Regions from separate parts of the Capsicum annuum genome. Here region 1 is linked to region 2. Evidence: chromatin contacts called from public Hi-C data. All regions are on one chromosome and are shown on one strand. The core of a region is the stretch at or near the end of the contact, and the rest is flanking DNA. Distances in the headings are between cores, read along the strand shown.

Evidence for each region. Hi-C and Micro-C count contacts between places; a contact is called where the count stands out from the background.
Region 1: a Hi-C map of placenta shows a contact between it and region 2, with 8 times the contacts expected there. The contact joins two enhancer-like sites. A contact is called at or near these places in 2 of 5 Hi-C or Micro-C datasets (leaf and placenta).

Annotation. Positions count from the first base shown.
Region 1 is chr12:229,566,284-229,572,957 of UCD10Xv1.1, reverse strand. No RefSeq gene overlaps it. Among protein-coding and RNA genes, the nearest start is that of LOC124889475, 6.1 kb to the right of the region's middle. Within about 2 kb of position 4,842, at least 2 of the 5 cell types and tissues checked have an H3K27ac peak or open chromatin away from gene starts, as enhancers often do.
Region 2 is chr12:229,198,642-229,204,525 of UCD10Xv1.1, reverse strand. No RefSeq gene overlaps it. Among protein-coding and RNA genes, the nearest start is that of LOC107851714, 21 kb to the right of the region's middle. Within about 2 kb of position 3,360, at least 1 of the 5 cell types and tissues checked has an H3K27ac peak or open chromatin away from gene starts, as enhancers often do.

The DNA.
Region 1 (6,674 bases), core at 3,593-6,092, 370 kb before region 2:
GTAGGCGCAAGTGTTACACATAAATCCATTGCAATCATCATTACTTTCACAACGAGAGCCACACCCTCCCAACCGGTTAAGATTTGGGGGTAACATCTGCGCAAACACATTGAATTCATCAGGTAGATCTCGCACAGCCATCACTTCGATGTTCGATGTATGAACTGCAAGGACAAAATTGGTGCGCAAAGCATTATGAAAAGGGACACATATATAACATGATCACTAGTCAAATTATTGAAAATAAGTATAATATATTTAAGCAAATATAAAAATCATTACTAAAAAAGAGAAATTTAATATGGACAAATGCATAAAGCATTATGAAAAGGGTCACATATGTTAATATAACATTATCACTAGTCAAAATATTGAAAATAAATATAATATAATTAAGCAAATATAGAAATCACTTCCAAAAAAAAGAGAAATTTAGGATGGACAAATTCTGTAGATAAATAACAAAATTAGTCACGAAGTTATTAAAAGAATGTGCAATAAATTAGTGACGAAATTCAAAGCTAATTCTATTATATAACTAAATTAAGGATGATGAATTAGCTGACCAGCCAGTAGTACCACTACAAGGAGAAAGCCAACCAAGTTAACAGCTAGATTGTGAGATTGAAGCTTTCTTGCCATGATTTTTTTTTTTTTTTAAGAAGAAGAGCTAATTAATTGTGTGTGTATTTTCTTGCTTATGAAAGACCATATATGTAGGCCTTTTAAATTGTTTAGATATACAAATATATATTCTTTTTAACATAAAAAATTTATCTCTTAAAACTTCAGACTTAATTGGATGCTTGTTGCCCATGTGCTCCCTCGTACACATTTTCAGTAAAGAAAAAGAAAGCACAATTAGCAACATTGCTCAGGTGATGGACCACATCCATATGGTTCCCATTTATTTGGGACTGAATCTTTGTACCCTTTGAATAAATAATTTAATATATAATTAGGTGTATTATTTAATTTCTTTTGAGTATGAATATCATGCAGATAACGTATTAATTTAATTCTAAAAAATATGTACTTAAAATATCTAAGCAGAGGGACCGTCACTTCATGTGCTCTATAATGTCTAAGCTAATTTTCTTTTGCTTGTGACTGTTGGATTCAAATGCACATTTGAGTGAACACGATCGTATAAATAATATAGTGACTTTTGCGAATCGGATGTCAAATTCATAAAGACTTGGTAACTTGAAAAAAATCCAACTAGAGTAATACTATGAAATTAAACGAGTACGATTGCAACCAAGAATAAGTTGCTTTTTATATAATTCTAAATTAACAATAAAAGCAAAAACGTAATGAATGGATTGTAGACAATACTAGGAAAGAATTCCAGGGTTAAGGCATAATTCACAATCATGTATTGCATTGCTTTCTCGTCAGCTAAGTTGTCTATTTAAATTGTTGACTTACGATGTTGATTATATGATTCAGAAATAATCATTCTCTAATCGTCTATTTAAACTGACTTCACAACTACATTGTGAAGCTGCGATGTAAGAAACTAATTCAAAGTATTTATATGTATTCCCGTTTCGCAGTATTTTAAGTAAAGAAAGAAAAAGAGAGATTACGAGAACATTTGATGTTTGCAGTGAGGTTTGGTATTCTCATAGCTTATGTGAGTGATCCTTTGTTACTTTTAAAAGTTTCACACCTCTTAAAAATATCATTAACTAGAAGGTAATTTAACTAAATTATTCTTATTTATTACTCATCTTTATTTAATATTTCTCTTCTTCTTTTTTTTGCACTATCTTAATGGTGGCTGGTGATGGGCGATGAAAATACGAGGGAGATGGTGAAATTGGGTTATTAAGTTGTTAATTTTGATGGTGATAGTAGAATTAATAGGAATTTGTTGGTTGTTCATGTTTTGGTTGTTGTGGAGAAATCATTGTCGGTGTGATTTTTCTCCATTAATTTCCAGCAAAAATATTTATTTTAATTAATTTTTCTTACCTCGTTATTTTAAGGAGTAAATAAATTCACTTTTATATAATATAAGTATGTAGTAGGTCATGATAATAATTTAAATGTGTAAATGACTTTTCGAAATAAGTTCGAGATGAAAATGATGACTTTTTCTTATTAAAATATGAAATGTGAGGTAATTAAATAAAAGATGTGGGATAATATGTATATATGTATATGATAAGGATGCTAGTGGTGTGATGTAATTTATCCTAAATTTTTACTTCGACGCATGGTCTGTCAGGCAATGACGTTACTTTTTCTAGCCGTCTGTTCAAATTATTTGTTTCCGTATATAGTGGTGGACTCAAAATTTAGAAATTAACGATACTTAAGAGGTTTGAATACATATATTGACATCTAAAATATGAAGATTTTGCTTGAAAAATTAAACAAAGCACTGAGTTATCTTTTTAACTTCAAAGAGTGATTTCTTCATTATGAATCACTTTCTATATATTTCTTATATAATTATACCTAAACTGTATTAATTTTAACGAGTGACATAGCATTGCATACTTACACCTAGGTTCGGCCCCACCCTCACGCAATAATTTTAGAGAAAAAGACACCACATAGTCATTTTTAAAACAAATAGTCCAAGTTTGACATTCTGCCAAAAATTAGCCAGTTTGCTTTTTTTTTTTTCCACATTATAGTCATTTTCTAATTTGGGTCATTTTGGTTCATGTTGTTCAGATACAGTTTATATACCAAATTGATACAGTTCATATACAATACTGATACAATTTCCAACTTGGACCATTCGGCCCTTTTCTAAAAATATTTTAATTTTTTTTTTGCTACAAATTTTTTAACTAAAAAATATTCCACTTTTTTTTTGTTATTTAAAAATAAAAATTAAATATAATTGTATAATAGTGATATAATTGTTATATAAAATATGTATCTATGTAAGATATATGTATAGAAATTGGATAGTTCTATCAAATATGTATATGTATAAAATATATATACAAAAATGTATAAAAAGTGTATAAAAATTATATAATTGTTGTACAAAATGTGTAAGAAAAAAAAATATACAATTATTGTATAAATTGTGTATCGAAACTATATAATTTTCGTATAGAATATTTATATGCATAGGATATGTATAGAAACTGTATAGAATATATATAGATACTATATAAAACAAGCCAACAAATTAAAATGGATAGAAAATAAAATTTGAATACCATAATCATTTTCGTGAAATTAATTTCGATCGTGTAGTCATTTGTATCCTTTTCCCATAATTTTAGTGATGATATATCAACATAGAACCAAATATCTAAATTGAATTTGTTTGCATATGTAGATTTGTGTGGACAAAGATTCCATACAACTCACACGTGAATATTATGGCAAACAAATGGACCATCTTCCCCATGCATGATAACCCCACTAATTTTGAAATTAATTTAAAAGTAAGTTTATTTAATATTTGATTGAGATAAAATCGTAAGATAATTTATTAATGATCAAAAAATAACTGGCAAGACAAATACTGTTGATTATAATGTGAAATGTATTTGTACTTGAGGAATATCTTTTGCCATTCTGTAGTGCTTTCACCGTTAAATGAAAACAAAGAAAAAGGAAAAAAATATTTAAAGGCGTTTTTTTCATTAATTAAATCGGAAATCAGATTATTAAGGACTGAAAATCAATATTAGCAAATATCTTATTTGGTAACTAGATTAACATATTTACAATTCGATAGATCAAACACATAATATACAAAATCAGACCGAATCTACCAATAAATAACCTAAGTAAAATAGGAATGAAGTAACCCAATTCTTTTAGAATTCATGACACACACCCTTGAACATTTTAAACGAATAGAAAGGAAATTAATACACACCATCTCATAGTACATTAAGGTCGTTTGGTAGAGTGTATTAAAAAATTAATGCATACATTAGTTTAATATGTATTACTAACACTTTGTTTGATATATTTTTGCACCTTATGTATAACTAATGCACTCTATTGTGTATTGGGGTGTGTATTACTAATACCTTAAAATCTATGGTATTAGCAATGCAATGGATCAAATACATGCATTAACATGATTAAAAGACACTATTATCCTTAAAAAAAATTCACATCCTTTCCAACATATATATGAAGGATATTAATGTAAAATTTTTTATTTTTTTTTTGAAATTATTTAATTTTTGTTATTTTTAATACATCAAACCAAACACTGCATAAGAAAAATACAAGCATAGGTAACACAAGCATTACTAATACAAACATTACTAACACACCATATTTTGCATTATTCGTATACACTCTATCAAACGACCCCTAAGACATATTCTACGTGCATACTTGATAGTACACATGTGATGATGTGATATACTCCCTTTGTTTCAAAATAAATGAATTGTTGGGGTATTTATTGGTGTTTCAAGATAAGTGAATTGTTGAATTTTTTTTTAAAATTACCCTTATGATTTGATAAGTAAAAGAGACTGCACCTTTTTCTTTTTTTGGGTAAAAGAGACTTCAAGGGTAAAAATGAAAATTTATATTAAATTTATGTCTTGGATGTTTTTTTTTTAAATCTATGTGTCAAAATCCAACAATTCATTTATTTCGAAACGGAGGGAGTATCATATATATGATCTTGAAAGATCAATATATACCAATCTACTTAGGATATTGGATATTCATTACATTTATCTATATCGAACGCTATATACATAAATATGTATATATGACAAGTGACACAAATATTAGACACATATACAAGGCCTTAATGGGGCATGACAACTGCAGTACTAATGCTTTCACTATGCTCGAGGGAGGCCATCAAGTCGATTACTTTATTGAAGTGAGGCAACCCAACCTTCCCCTAAGCCAACTTTGGCGAAAAGTTGGACAAAATATAAGTGTCACATACATATAACATAATCATTAGTTAAATTATTGAAAATAAAGATAATATAATCAAGCTATATAAAAATCACTATTAAAATGGAAGAAATTTAGGACTGACGAATTTTGTAGCTAAACAACAAAATCCGTCACTAAATTATTGAAAAAAATATTAATTACGAACAATTTAGCAATAGATTAGTGACAAAATTTAGTGTTAATTCCAATTTTTTTTTTTTTTGGTTATAATGAATACAAGTGCTCTATTATATAGTACTTGGTTATAACAAGTACTTCTTGTTTGATGCTAGTTTGCCATGTGCACTCTGACTCACATTTTTACTAAAGAAAAAGAAAGCACAAGTGACATTGGTCTAGTGAAAGGGCCAACACACATATGGTCCTATTTAGTGGTACTTGATCTATGGTCCCTTTGGATAAAATAACTTTCCTACTTAATTGATAAGATTTGTTTAGTAGGAAGTATAAGGTATGATAATTTAAAGATATAATATAGCAGTATATGATGATTTATTCTGTGTTGAGAAAATAATCTATTACTTTTTCAATTTTTAGTTGAAATTTCAATTACACACTCAATCTTTAAAGGAGACCTATTACCCCTAAATTTTTTTATCGAATTTATTATCCCTCAATTGCTGACCTGTCAATATAAATCAATTAATAATACATTTGTGTATTTCACGCACCTGGGCCCACACCGATATTCTCATTTTTCTTTACAATAAATATCTCATCTCCATTCTCTTCCATCCTTTCATTTTCAAGAAAAACTTTTCATCTTTCTCTTTCCTCTCTCTTCCCTCTTGACACCATGATTTCATCTTCTCTTTTTTTTTTTTGGAAGATTGTTATTGTAATTTACACTTTTGGTTGTGGATTTTCAAACAATCATCTTGTTGCTATTATAAGGTGTGTGTTTTTCCTCAACTGAAAAAAATTGAATTAGAATTTTTATCTATTCTTTAAATTTGAGTGAAATTAACTGGTGCTTTAAGTTGTCTAAGTGTTTGATTAATAGCGTATTACGTTCGTAAGTACATCAAATTAGGATTTTTGTTGATTGTGTAAGTCGGTTTAGGGGAGAAATTAGAATTTTTTTCTCCCATTTGTTGTTAATGTGAAAAATTCCATGTTTGCATCTTCGATTTGTTGTTAATGAAGTTTGCAAGTTCAACAAAATTCCATGTTTGCATCTCACTATAGCATTGAGCATTGGGTCTGATTCATTCATACAAAGCTTATTCAATTCCTCATTTGCCCTATTAAGAATTCCGACAAAATCAATCAACAAATTACGAACCCCAAATTAAAGTTGGATAAGATTATAAATCACAACTTCAAGAGTTCAACAAGAAATCGGTATTACAAACTAAGCTAAGAAGATGTTTGACAGAAATCGAAAAAAAAAATGGAGGAGAAGAAGTCTTATCGAAGAAGATGAGTTTGGACCGTTGGGAACACACACTTTAATAAGAAATTAGAAATTCTCAATTAGAAAGAAAAGAGAGAATTGAATAATATATAATATAATAAAATATTTATTATATTATTAAAAATAATGACATGGCAATTAGAAAATAAATAATTTAAAGTGAAAATGAGTCATCTGACATGTCCATGGGCGGTGTAGTCACGTCCATTGACAGGTCAGTAATTAGGGGTAATAAATTCGGAAAAGAAAAGTTTAGGGATAATAGGTCTCCTTTAAAGATTGAGTGTGTAGTTGAAATTTTGACTAAAGGTTGGGGGATAATAAATCATTTTCT
Region 2 (5,884 bases), core at 2,111-4,610:
CATTCTCTAGGAATCTACCTTCTTAACGACATTCTAGTCTTGCATCCAACTTCCTTTTGACGAAATTTTTGTTTACTTAGATTCCTAGACTTGTCACAAGCAACAAAAATTAACATAGAAATTATGGAGGACATTAAATCATAATCTCTTGGTTAAACTAGATGAGTATTATAATTACATATTCTTAGGATTGAATTCGTACTATCTGCATTAGAATCATACTCCAAAAAGATTGAATGGTACACTTAATAAAATATTAAATTATTGATAGGTAGGACCAAATGTATAGTGGCCCTTTCACTTGACTAATGTTGGTTGTGCTTTCTTTTTCAATAATGAAATGTGTCCGTACAGATGGCACATGTGAAACATGCATTATACTCCCTTCGTTTTTTAAAAAAATTAAGTAATATTTTTTTTTTACTCCGTTTAAAAAAAATAATCTTTATCCCTTTTTGATAATATTTTAATTTTAATTTTTCATATCATATATTTAAAATCATAAAATTAAAGAATATTTTAGTATATTTGACATAAATTTAATTTAGGATCACAAAATTAAAAATCTTCTCTATTTTTTTGAACTCCAATTCAAATTAAAATAGATTATTTTTTTTAAATAAAGAGAGTAATTAATTTGTAAAAGGTTTTAAGAGATATAATTTTATATGTCAAAATTTTGAAAAAGTATAAATCATAAGAAAGCAACAGGTGGTTGGATGTTATTAATTATTGTTTTTTCTTCATATATGTCAAATCACATATCATGAGTATTCATAGTATTGATCATTTCAACTCATCATAAGACTTAAACGCAATTATATGTGTTTGATTTCATTGCAATCGCTTAAACTATTGTGATTTTATAGAAGGGTATTCAACTTTTATCATAATGTTACCAAAGACATTAAGTTACTTTTTGTATTAAAAAAAATCACTTAGGTTTGTTGTACGAATCACAAAGAGTTACTCTTCATGTTTTAATTTGTTTGGCTTGATTTGAAGTATGATGATCAAATTAATTAATATTTTTTGTGTGAATATGGCCATAAAATTTTTAATTTTATAAAAATAAAATTTACATATTTAAAAATTACATAAAAAAATTTGTAACTCATAATAATTAAAAATTTAAAACTTTTACAAAATATTTGCTCCCCACCTCTCAATAAAAGTCCATAATGTACTATATTACATCACAAGTTTAAAGAGGAGTTAATTTGCAAGATATAATGATCCAAATAGTTTCTAATAACTCAAGGGACAGTACAAAAAGACCTATATATATGGCCTTTCATCAAGCAAGAAAATGCGCTCAGCCTCACACAATTAATTAGTTCTTCTCATTATTATAAAAAAAAAAAAAAAAAAAAGTCTACTACAAATTGTGCTAAAATATCTAGGATGTTTCAATCACATAATCTAGCTAGCTTTTTTGGCTTTCTCTTTGTAGGAGTGCTATATAATAGTGCATCTTTCTTCACTTAAAAAAAAATTAGCTTTGTATTTCGTTACTAATCTATCACTCTACTAAACTGCTCGCAGCTAACATGTTTTAAATAGTCCTTCGTTAAGTACAACTAACAAAAAAAAAATTGCTTGGCTACAAAATTAGTTCATCCTAAATTTCTGTTTGTTTTTTTTTGGAGTAGTGATTAACTTAATTATATCACTATATATTTTTTTTCAATAATTTGACTGATGATCATGTATAACATTGTGAGTTTTTCATAATTCTTTATGCATAGATGTTACAGTTCATACATCAAACATCAAAGTGATGGCTATGCGAGATCTACCACTTGAATTTGAAGTGTTTGAGCAAATTTTTCTCCCAGATCTTAAAGCCTTGAAAAGGTGTGGCTATCGTTGTACAACTAATGAGGATTGTAAACCACTTACAGTTTGTAACACTTGTCGCCATAGTTGGACTAGGAATAGGCTGGCTTGCGTCGTTCCGGAAAAATAATCGACTTGAAGGCCTCATGTATACTCGGTGCATTATGGGGATTTTAATGCACTATTCTTTTAAGGTCTCTTATGTGTATGATATTTCTGTCACGTTTATTGTAAGATAAAACAATAAGTGACCACTTGTGCGTACTATATATTTATAAATTTATCATTATGAATAAATGAATGTAATGGATATTAAGTAGATATCCTAATCAAGGCAGATAATTGGCGTATATTGATCTTTCATGATCCATATATATCACATCATCATCACGTGTATTATGTACCTATAATATGTTGTAATGTATGAGTATGTTGTTATGTGTCGTTACTATATGTCATGTATAATTGATCTCAATTTTAATTAAATTTCGTGCATAGTCAAATATGACCACATAAATTAAACAAAGGATGAATTGTGTGTGTGTGTTTATATATGCACACTTAATTTTTAAAAAAAATTTACGTTATATATGAACCATGATTACATGTTATTATAGGTCATTTAATTTGATAGCGTAAAACATTTCCGTACTTGAGCGCCATTTGCTATTGAATTCTAATATTCTCTAAGTTTTTAGATGTTAATAATTTACTTCTTAAGTTGTCATTGCTGATGATATACGTAGGATAAGAAATGTCACTTCACTTGAGCTCGGCTAAATTGTAGTAAAGTTTGATTAAGCTCATCTTGGCTTAGCAATTTATGAAAGAAATTTGACTAGGCTAAACTCAGATTTCACTCGATCATAGAGTAGGTTCATGTTAAACTCGGCTCGGCTCGGCTCGGCTCGGCTCAACCAAACCATCAAGTCTATGTATGAGATCTTAAAGTATCTTTAGCAATAGAGAAAAAAGAGAGCATTGGTGCTATGGATGGATCAGAACTTTATAAATAACATAAATATCAACCCTTTTAAAAGTAATTACACTCTCCCCCATTTTTTTAATTACTTTACTCTCTCTCCCTATTAATATACATAACATAACCGATATATACATAGCATTCTGTGTATATATTGGGATTTTTGTAATATGTTTAGGGAGTTGGGATTTTTTGTAATATTGAAAAAATAGGTTGTGTATTTATGTAATTTTTGGAACTTTAGAACCACCCAGTCCAGGCAAAATATTTTTTAAAAATTACACAAATACACAACTTATGTTTCCAATATTACAAAAAATCTCAACTCTCTAAACATATTACAAAAATCACAACATATACACAGAATGTTATGTATATGTCGACTATATTATGTATATTAATAGAGAGAGTAAAGTAATTCAAAAAAGGGAAAGAGTGTAATTACTTAGGATTGGTATTTATGTTATTTATACCTTGTCCAAGCCCAAATGAATAAATGGGCCTAGGTCCATGTATTAGTTTTCCTTGTTCAACCCTAAATGAGGAGCGGATGGGCCAAGCCCAAGTACTGCCTTTAGTCTTGCATCTTCAAGCACTAGCAAGTACATATGAACATGATTTTTTTTTTCGGCTAAAGCCATCGACAGGCCCTCAAACTTGTTTTGAAAATTTACTTAAACCCCTCAACTAAGGCCTGTACCTATCAGGCCCCTAACCCCCGAATTTGATCCAATCAAACATTTTTTGCCTACATGGCACTGCGCATGTTTTTTACTCGATATAGGTGTGTGAAGCCAAAAAAAAATGTTTTGACAAGCCAATTAAATATTGACATGTCAAACAAAAAAAAAACTAAAATTAAATATAAAAAAAGGCCGCCTGGCCATTTTAATTCTTTTTTTTTAAAATGCCTTCTTCCTCAAGGCTGTCATCTTCCTCAAAAGGCCATTCATTTTAATTATTTTTTTTAAAGGTCTTCTCCCTCCCCTCAACGAAAAAATTACCAATTAAGGGAAATTATCCTTGCCACCATTGTTGTCGTCCTTTTTTAGCGAAAAAATGAAGATTAACATTACAGAATAGTATGTTACTGTCCTCAACGGAAAAATACCAATTAACGGAGATTGCCATTGTCACCATTGTTATGACTCATTACTGAGATGTTTGTAATTTGATTGTTGAATTTCAAATTTAAGCTTTGATATATTCTCGCTTTGGTTTTTTATAGAGTTGTAATGACGGTTTTGAGGTAAATTGGCAAATACTTAGTTGATGGAGGAGGGAGGAGCAGGGTGGGGTGAGGTGAAGAAGAAGACGACTGGGGGTGGGGGTGTTTTTTTTCTTTTTTTTTTTAATTAGAAATTATTACTTATTAAATAGATAATAAATAAAAAATAGAAAAATCAGTAATTCCACGTATAATTTTTTCTTGCCACATATTATTTTTTAATTGGTTAATTTTTTCACGTCAGGCGAGTGTATTACACACACTCTATATCTGTTGCTGATTAGGTAAAAAAGGTCTAATTGGATCAAAATGCGGGTGGGTTAGGGGTTTGATAGGTACAAGCCTTAGTTGAGGGGTCTACGTGAATTTTTGGGACAAGTTTAAGGGTCTGTGGATGACTTTAACCTGTTTTTCTTTCACGAAGTTGATTTTCATTATATAAAAGTATGAAAATTTGTGTTTTGACTAGCTTATTTAATAGTTCGGATAATACATTGTTAAAGCACAAAACAACACATAGTTTCATTAGATCACTAGTTATAAAAAAAGAGTAACATTTGGTCACAAAGTGTTTTAGTGGTTGTGTATATTATGTAGAGAACTTTAGGGTGTTAGAAAACGACAACAATAATATATCCGATGGAATTTTATGAGGATAGAATGAATGCAGATATTATCTCTATTGAGATAGAGATGTTTTTGATAGACTTTAAAAAGAATGACACTTTCATGAAATTTCAAAATCCACAAGTGGTGGAAGTCAGAATATTGTCATAGAATTATATTTGTAAAATTTGAAACTCAAAAGTCAACGATAAACAGGATCAAGAAATATAATAGATATTATTTCTACAATAAATTAGGAATTGTCTCAATATAAAATTTGACAGTAATTTTATACCAATATTTAACTATCAATATTAGCTAAAACCAAGATAATAAAATTTATGCTAAAATCTTAAAAATTATCTATTTCATATAAGAAAATAAAATTATAAATTTAACGGAAATAACCTTATTTTGAATCCAACAATCCATTGCACAAAGGATTTATTTTTAAATGGCCAAATACATCGTCAGGTCCCTCAATTTGACACGAACTTACAGTTTCGCACCTCAAATGGGCAACGTTCATTTTAAGCACCTAGACCAGCTACAAATTGTGTCATTTTGCCACCTTTTTCATCAGATTTGATGCATGAGGTGCATTCGCTCCCACGTGGATGAAAACGGCCAATTAATTTGTGTCAACTCATTTAAATCGCCACATCATTATATACATCCATAATTATTTTTTATTTTTTTTGAAAAAAAGGACCAAAATCATCATCTTTCCCACCTGACCCATCTTCTTTAACCTCCACTAATGGAGGTTGAATTTTTCATTCTCTTTATGAGTTTTTTTAATCGAGATATTTGCAGTCATAGTGCCGCCGAAATCTCTTTTTTCTTGAGCTTTATTGACATATCTAAGCCATAATTTTTTAGAAAATTAGAAAATTGATTAACAAAAATAAAACATGGGTACTGTCGGGATTTTGCAGTCATAGAAGTGAATTTTGCAGTTCAAATTATACTTTAACAATATTCTTTAAGAGTTAATTATCATATTGATACAATATATTATTTTTCATGTTTGAATTATTATCTTAATTTAAAAAAAAAAAAACGATCTATTTTCTTTTTAGTTTGTATAAAAAAAATGACCTCTATCCGTCTTAATTTTAGTTTTTCATATGACATATTTAAAATTATAAAATTAAAGAATATTTTGATACATTTGACATAACTTTAATTAGGATTACAAAATTATTATTTTTTTATTTTTTTAAACT